Linked DNA regions of Mus musculus: region 1 is linked to region 2. A link is a contact called in public HiChIP or PLAC-seq data. All regions are on one chromosome and are shown on one strand. The core of a region is the stretch at or near the end of the contact, and the rest is flanking DNA. Distances in the headings are between cores, read along the strand shown.

Region 1 (3,685 bases), core at 178-2,677, 1.2 Mb after region 2:
GACCACTTTTGAACCGTTTGTGGTACATCAATTTAAAAGAAACCATGTTAGGAAAAAATAAATAAGTTAAGGCGGCTCTCACTTGAAGCATTTTGAAACAGCCAATATAGATTTGTACATCTCAAAAGTGTCATAGAAGGCAGGTACAAATAAGTTGTTCGGGCTCTAATTCTTACAAAAATACTATAGCCCTTCATCCTGTGAGTTAGATTTAGAAAATCTCCCACATTGTGACCTCTACAAGGCCAATTGATAAAGCTCTTATTTGAGACAAAAATCTAATATCAATCAGAATACAGTGGAAAACAAGTTAGGGGACCTCATGTTCACAACATTCAACAGCCTACATAATTTGAAACAGTTAACAACTGGGACAGAGGACTAGAGGCCAAGCGAGCTGAGAGTTTGTAAGTGGTCAAGCTTCACTGGGCCAGTTTCAACAGATTTACTTAACCAGAGATAAACCTCATCATCAGAACACCATGTAAACAAAACAAAAGTATTCAAACAGAATTGGGAGTAGCCAGCAGGATAAAACAATGCTGTCCTTAACCGTGTGGCTCTACCAGAGGGAAATGTTCAGAAAAGAGCGGTACAGCAGTGTGGGTGCTTGAAGTCTAAACTTTTTAACATTTCCTTAGGTAAGGCTATAGAACGGCATGCAGAGAGCCAGCCAAGAGAGCTGAGGGAGGGAGACGAGGAAGGCCACATATGGAACTAATTACTCATGGAGAGGCCATGACAAAGAGCATTTCTCCAGACTTTTCATGGGGGCTTCACTTTCAGGAAGTTGCTGTAATTACTGCTCAAGTCTAGAGCAGCCTGCAAGCTGCTGACAGGTCCAGCAGAAAAGGAGGAGGAGGAGGAGGAGGAGGAGGAGGAGGAGGAGGAGGAGGAGGAGGAGGAGGGAGAAGGGGGAAGAGGAGGAAAAGAAAGGGGGGAGCCCCAACTTATCTGACCTCACTAAGGAGTAAAATACAAGAAAACAAAGTATCGCAGGAAAGTTAAAAAAAAAAAAAAAGGCCTCGAAGTTTGCCTGCTTAACAGTGTTTGACTTTCTGCTTACTGCTTTGTCATCTTTCTATCTTTAAATTACTTCTTCAGCCCAGATCAGGCAACAAATTTGTACTTCTACTCTCAACTCACTTTCGGTTGGCCACAGCAGAACTGTACATCTTGCCTTTTTTTTTTTTTTTTACAGCTTTTCCATACTGGGGCCCCACTTCCTGCCCAGTTGAGGGAAAAAATCTGGCCTGAAGATGAAATGACTGCTTAACATTACACGAAAACATCTGGTACCATTTTATGCACAGACCCATGTCTGAGAGCAGGCGATTCTAGCGGTCTCTCCAGCGGCACAGCGCATACCCAAACCTCCCCAGGGTGACATCATCCCATATATGGACTCTCCAGCCCAGCCCTCCCCCTTTTCCTGGTCCTAAATTCATTGCCAGTTCCCTAGTCTGCTGCAAATGTGCCACGTCAAGACTGGAAATCACAGCCCTTTAGTGTGTCTCAGTCGATGCAGCAGACAGGGTTCAGGGGGGAAGCTGAACAAGCCCCTGGTGCAGGAAGACAGGCTCTCCCCAGCCCCGGGACAGGATTTTCCACACACCGATGGAAGCTTCAGGAGATCCTGCTCCGTCGCCCCAGTGTTCAGACTACCTGTTCAGGACAATGCCGTTGTACAGTAGTCTGCACATTGGTTAGACTGGGCAAGGGCCAGCAACGCCATGGACGGCTGGGGACACAATGTGCTGCTTCCAAGGAGAGGACAGCTGGGTGCTCCTTTGTTGAATCTCATATCCAGTGTTTCTCTTCACAGGTTTTGCAAACTAGGGACCAAGAAGCCCTCAGGGACTCTGCCAGGGGAGAGGACTGCTCCAGGGAAGACCAGCGGGTAAGGCCTCTGGGATTGCGTACCTGGTCTGTGATTGGGGAACTAGATAGAGATCCCATCACCTGTGTGAAGACGCTGGAGACACTGAGCTAAGGGACAGATAACCGTGAACTTAACTTTCAAAAGAGCAAGGTCGTATGGTAAATTGTGATTTTCTGTGTGTTTTTTATAAGTCTAAATGTTGATCGTTCAAATGCTTTCTTAAATGTAAGGGTCTTCCGCTTCAAAATAAAAGGTGGGGAAAAAAACCTCACTCCAGACAAGTAGCAAAAACTGAACGAGACTTAGTTTTGAATGGTTGAAACTGATAATTCAGAGACTTAAACTCGAGCATGGATGAGCTATGTATGCAACCTCTAACACTCCAGGAATGAATGCATTTTGCCCTAAAGGAAAAAAATGCAATTTTCAAAACTCTTGTATGAACAGGGAGCTTTTCTGTTTATCTATATAATAGAAACACCAGAAATAATAGTACCTAACGATAAGAAGCAGTCTAGTCTTTTGTTTTTTGCTTTTTTGTTTTGTTATTTTACTATCAGACAATGCAAACGCACTTAGCCAGAGATGAGGGCCCAAGTGCCAAACCCACATCTTACTGACTCAGCAACTTAGCAGGCCAGGGGAATAGCGCTCTGTCTTTAGTGGGCTCACTAGATAACATTGAAATTGTTCTTCTAAAATCCAAGAATGGCTGATACTTGCTGGTCAGCTGAGCCTGCTGGCCCATCTTTTTTTTTTTTTTTTTTTTTTTTTTTAACAAGGCTCTCACTTGTCCTGGGCCTTTGAAATGATAAGGCACGTTGTCTAAAAAGATGCTGATAAAACAGGAATTTGTAAACGAAGGCAAAAGTTTTCTTTGGTCAGTTTCCAGCTGTCCTGGAGGTGAAGGAGAGTGGGGGAGGTAGGCAGACTGGAAGCAAGAAAACTTCCTCTGGCTGAATGAAATACTGAAAGAGAAAATACTAGAAGAATCTGGGTCACTAAGTAAGCTGGGAGGTTTGTATTGAGCATCAGCGGTGGCTCCGTTAAAGAAAGTTCTGGGAGAAAATGTTGCTGCTGTACCCATAAAGTCTCGCCTTTCATTTATTTTCACCCCTGGAAAATTTCATTCCACATTCTATGGGATGAAATATTATCTGCTCATTGAGCTTTCTGTGCAAAACGAATACACTGTCTTTTGTCTTTTAAAGTGTGAATCTTTGTCTAAGTTACACATTCTCCAATAACCCAAAGGAGAGTGCAAACTCTCCTTAGTAAAATACTATAGTATAGCTGCATCTCTGAGTTTTCTTCTTACAATTTTTATTTTTAAAAAATTATGCTTCATATAATCCCAAAACTGGTATCTTGGTCATAAAATTTTCTGATGAATTATGGCAATTAAGTAAGAAATATAGCGGGGGACATTTAACTGCTTGTCACTTAGGTGAAACAGGCGAGGCACCATTCATTGTTCTGTGAGAGTTGAAGAATCTTAATTATTTTTAAAAGAAGAGTTGAGATTATATATATATACACACATACATATCACTTTGTTTGCACAGGAAATTAAAAGCACTATTAGTTCACTTATGGAAGTTGTGTGTCTCAGGAAACACACTTTCTTGACTAACGCGTCACGAAAGAGGACAGAGAAGAATCACTTGGATCATATTTAAGATTTCTCTAATTTTGAGGGCCTATTGTATACTAGAAATAATTGAATTTTATAACTTGCCTTTATTTAATGATATTTAATTTAAAATTTTCTCTTCATATTAAATGCATTTTTTTTAATTTCAA
Region 2 (3,632 bases), core at 1,051-3,550:
TGATCCCGGAAATAAGGGGAGCTGGCAGCCAGTACTACTTTGTGAGCCCGAAAAGCTTGTCCTTGCACATTGACCACAATATCACAGAGCCGGCCTTGCATTCGTAGCTGGTTGAGATGGCTCAGAACAGAGTTGCTGAAGTCGGGGATCTCCAATTGTATGTTCCCACTTTTCTCCATGGTCATGCCTGAAAGCACAGGCAGACATTCAACCCTGCTGAAAGAGCAAAGCACAGTCTTAGTACTAGTTTGACTCCCTTTGTGCTTTTTAGTTCAAACATCCCTACAAATGGAAAATCTTTCCATGAGTGCCAGCTACACATACGTAATTTTAGCGCTTGGAAAACCGAAGAGGCAGGAGAATCATGAGTATGGGCTAAATAAGTGAAATCTTGTCTCAGGGAGAAAAAAAGAATTCTTCATATAGAAAGAGAGATCTTCCTTATGTTTGGATGTAGAAACAGAATTGCCAGCAGGTGTTTTGTTAGTAATAAGGCTGGCCTCAAACTCCTGATCCTACCTCCTAAGTGCTAGGATTACTGTAAGCTGCCGAGCCTGGTACAAGGTATTTTAGATTTCACTGTAAAATGTAATTAACACACAAAAAAGTGACTGCTACACTGCGAAAAATTCAAGCTATGCCCATACTTTATTAGTAGACTATATAAAATAAAGACAGGAGTTCACTAAGAAGGGGCATCAAACACATACAGATTGGGTATAAAGTCTAATATCCTACATGAATGGTCGCTATTATCACTACTTTTCCCCATGAGACAGTGTCCCTCTATATAGCTCTGGATGCCCTATAACTTGCTCAGTAGACCAGACTAGCCTGGAACTTAGCGATCTACCTCCAGGAATGCTAGAATTAAGCCACCCACCAGATATTTGTTTTTGACAGGGTCTATGAAGCCCAGGCTATTCCTGGAACTCACTATGTAGACCATCTGGTTTCTAACTCAAAAAGAGCTGACTGCTTCTGCTGAGATTAAAGAATGCTCGTGTTAGAGGTGTTTGACTACCATGCCCGATTAGGCCCATATTTTTAAGCTTACCAGTTTGAGCTCCCACTTTTTGAATATGGGACTCTGAGGTGACTCTGAGAAACATTCCACAGCCCTGTCAGCATTCAATTCACATGCAGAGAATTTGTGGCCTAGTTGCCAGAGTTAGCAAAAACTAAGTAATACTTTTTCTCCCCAACAAACTTGAAACTTGGGTATTCCAAAGTGGTGATGCTACTTTGACTGGGAAAGTTGGTTTCCCACAGCTGCTGACAAAAATAAAGCCTGAAATTTCACACCACAAAGACTGCAATTGCATCAAATAGTCTTAATTAGTTGAGGGTAGTTCCAGTATACCACAAGGATTTAGGCTCACCGTGCATCCAATGTTTCTCTAAATTTATGAGACTACACAGCACACCAGGAAGTAGTCCGGACAAGCTCACTTTATCACCTCGCATTTACAATACACTTATTGAGTAAACAGGTAAGTGCAAACACGGCTTTCAAGACGCAACTTTAACCAATCTGACCTTTTTCCAAAGCGTTATTGTTTGTTTTGAAACTTTTAATCCATTAAGTGCCTCTGTCGATGCCATCACGAATTCAGATGTTTATTTTGGAGCCTACACCAGCGCCTTTTTTGTTTGCTCTTTCCAGCGATTCCCCAGTGAGGAGGAAGCCCCTGGAGTAAAGTCTTTCTCTAGCGTCGGCACTGAAGGGGCGAGAGCTGTAAAAGGGAGAATCGGGAACGCTGGGGTTGGCCAGTCGGGTACTGGGGAGGCCTCTATCAGTGTCAAGAAGCATGGGAAAAGGGGGACCTGGCTAAGCGAGGAGGTGGCACAGATGCCGGGAAGCTCGACAGGAGCAGAGCCCCGCGGCAAGGGAGTTGCGGGCGCACAGGTGAGGCGCGGGACCGGGAAGGGGGCGGCGCCCCGGGATCGGTCTAGGGCGGCGGAGGTTGCCGGGGCGGGGGTGTGTCTGGGTGTGGCCCCGGCGCGCGCGCGGGGTCCTGAGGGAGGGGCTCGCCAAGGGGGCGGGCCCGCGAGCTCGACAGCCCGGAGCCAAAGGGGCGGAAGGTCGCCGAGTGCTGGGAGGGGAGGTGGGGCAGCGACTGAGCGCCGCAGGAGCTGGCTGCAACCCAGACGCGGCCCGGGAGCGTCGGGTATGAGCTAACGGGGCGGGGGTGCGGGGAACGAGCCCAGTCAAGGAGCAGCACCTACCTCCGGGGGTGGAAATGGGCCGGAATGGGCCGGAACACCGTCCCGGAAGTGAAACCCCCCGCCCCCTCCTCCGGAGCGAGCGACGTGCCGGAAGGAAATCAGTCACCCTCACCCCGCCCCACCCCCAGCGCTTTCCTTGCAGGAGCCCCCTCCCCTCAGCCTGTACTCCTCAGGGAGGCGGAGGGCGGGCCTATCGTGCCCGCGGCAACTCCGCCCTCCGGGCTCTCGGGGGCGTGGCCAGAGGGAAAGTTTTGTGGGCCTGAAGAAGGTGGGGCTTGAGGAGGAGTCTGAGGGCGTGTGAGGGGCGGGGTTTAAGTGGACGCAGCAAGCAGCTTTGCGTCTTGACGTCACGAAGACCTTATATACTCGACTCAGCCGCCATCTCAGCCTTTCGGAGCTGTGCGGCATTCTGAGCAGGTATGCAATTTCCTGAGTATGTTATGGCTTCGGGCCTTGGAGGCTGAAGCACTGGAAGCTGGTGGGATTCCCGGCGCAGCCGGTGAGCTTAGTTCAGGGCACAAGCTGGAAACTTTAGGAGGTTGGTTCTGCGTGTATTTGTGACATAAAATAGCATTGGGTTTTGGTCTGGACACCAGACAAAGACGACTCAGCATGCGTGTTCATGCTATGATGAAGGCTATGTTGGTAGGGACAACTGAGCTTGTTGATGAATACCAACGATTCTGATGGCAGAGCATGCTGAGTCACCTCGTGCACGGTTCAACGGGGGTGGAATGCGAAGCCACGCGGTGTTTCTTTCGCGATCACCATGGGATGAAGGCTTTTGCTAGAGATTGCCAGCAGGCCTTAGTCACTAACAAAGAGGACGATTGCTCTTGGGAAGTACCTGGATTAGAGACTTATATGTAACTGCTGGATATGTGCAACTCAACAGTGCCTATGTGGACGGAGTTCTTTGTAAGACAGGTCCATTTTGTGGAAGTAGAACTACTAAAGATTAACATTTTTCTTAGGAATGGCAGTGTGGACCTCTGTGATGGGACATCTTGTGGGATCTCACAGCCAGGTAACTCAGTGGGGGAGGGGCATGACTAGAACATAATGACCACAAAGCCCATGATGGTATGAGAGTAGTGGACAGAAGGGATTTCTGAAAAACACTTTTCTGAGGCTTTAATTCAGCTACTGGAAAGGGTTTAGTTCCGTGAAGAAGGGGACTGACTGTTCACATCTCTTATTTCCAGTTCTGTGGCAAAGGAGGATGAAGGCTTACGAGGTGAGTACTGAATAGTAATGAGAAGTTAGGTTGAAAGGACAGTGCCACAATGATGACATCATATTTGCTACTCTTGACAGCTGGGGTGACGATAGCTTTAAACCACCATGATTATAACTGAGGCACACAAAATAATGATTTGGGGGCTACTTACAGAGTAAGCAGT

The links. HiChIP or PLAC-seq counts read pairs in DNA pulled down with a chosen protein or histone mark.
Region 1: an H3K4me3 HiChIP or PLAC-seq map of embryonic limb bud shows a contact between it and region 2, with 2.6 times the contacts expected there. The contact joins the promoter of Dnm3os here to the promoter of Zbtb37 in region 2. A contact is called at or near these places in 1 of 39 promoter capture datasets (cranial neural crest), 1 of 115 datasets of contacts at active chromatin or transcription factors (embryonic limb bud) and 1 of 9 other capture datasets (adipose tissue).

The regions. Positions count from the first base shown.
Region 1 is chr1:162,216,196-162,219,880 of GRCm38.p6, forward strand. It overlaps Dnm3os (dynamin 3, opposite strand), which reads left to right and starts at 1,428. Exons shown (of 1, transcript NR_002870.2): 1 at 1,428-3,685. The region is part of intron 14 of Dnm3 (dynamin 3); the gene reads right to left. Mir199a-2 (microRNA 199a-2) reads left to right here and starts at 1,619; the gene lies at 1,619-1,728.
Region 2 is chr1:161,032,549-161,036,180 of GRCm38.p6, forward strand. Zbtb37 (zinc finger and BTB domain containing 37) reads right to left here and starts at 2,301. Exons shown (of 5, transcript NM_001356489.1): 1 at 2,230-2,301; 2 at 1,540-1,736; 3 at 1-213. The coding sequence starts at 185. It overlaps Gas5 (growth arrest specific 5), which reads left to right and starts at 2,053. Exons shown (of 11, transcript NR_166052.1): 1 at 2,053-2,171; 2 at 3,204-3,256; 3 at 3,435-3,466. LOC115487643 (a small nucleolar RNA gene) reads left to right here and starts at 2,846; the gene lies at 2,846-2,925. LOC115487678 (a small nucleolar RNA gene) reads left to right here and starts at 3,302; the gene lies at 3,302-3,363. It also overlaps LOC115487638.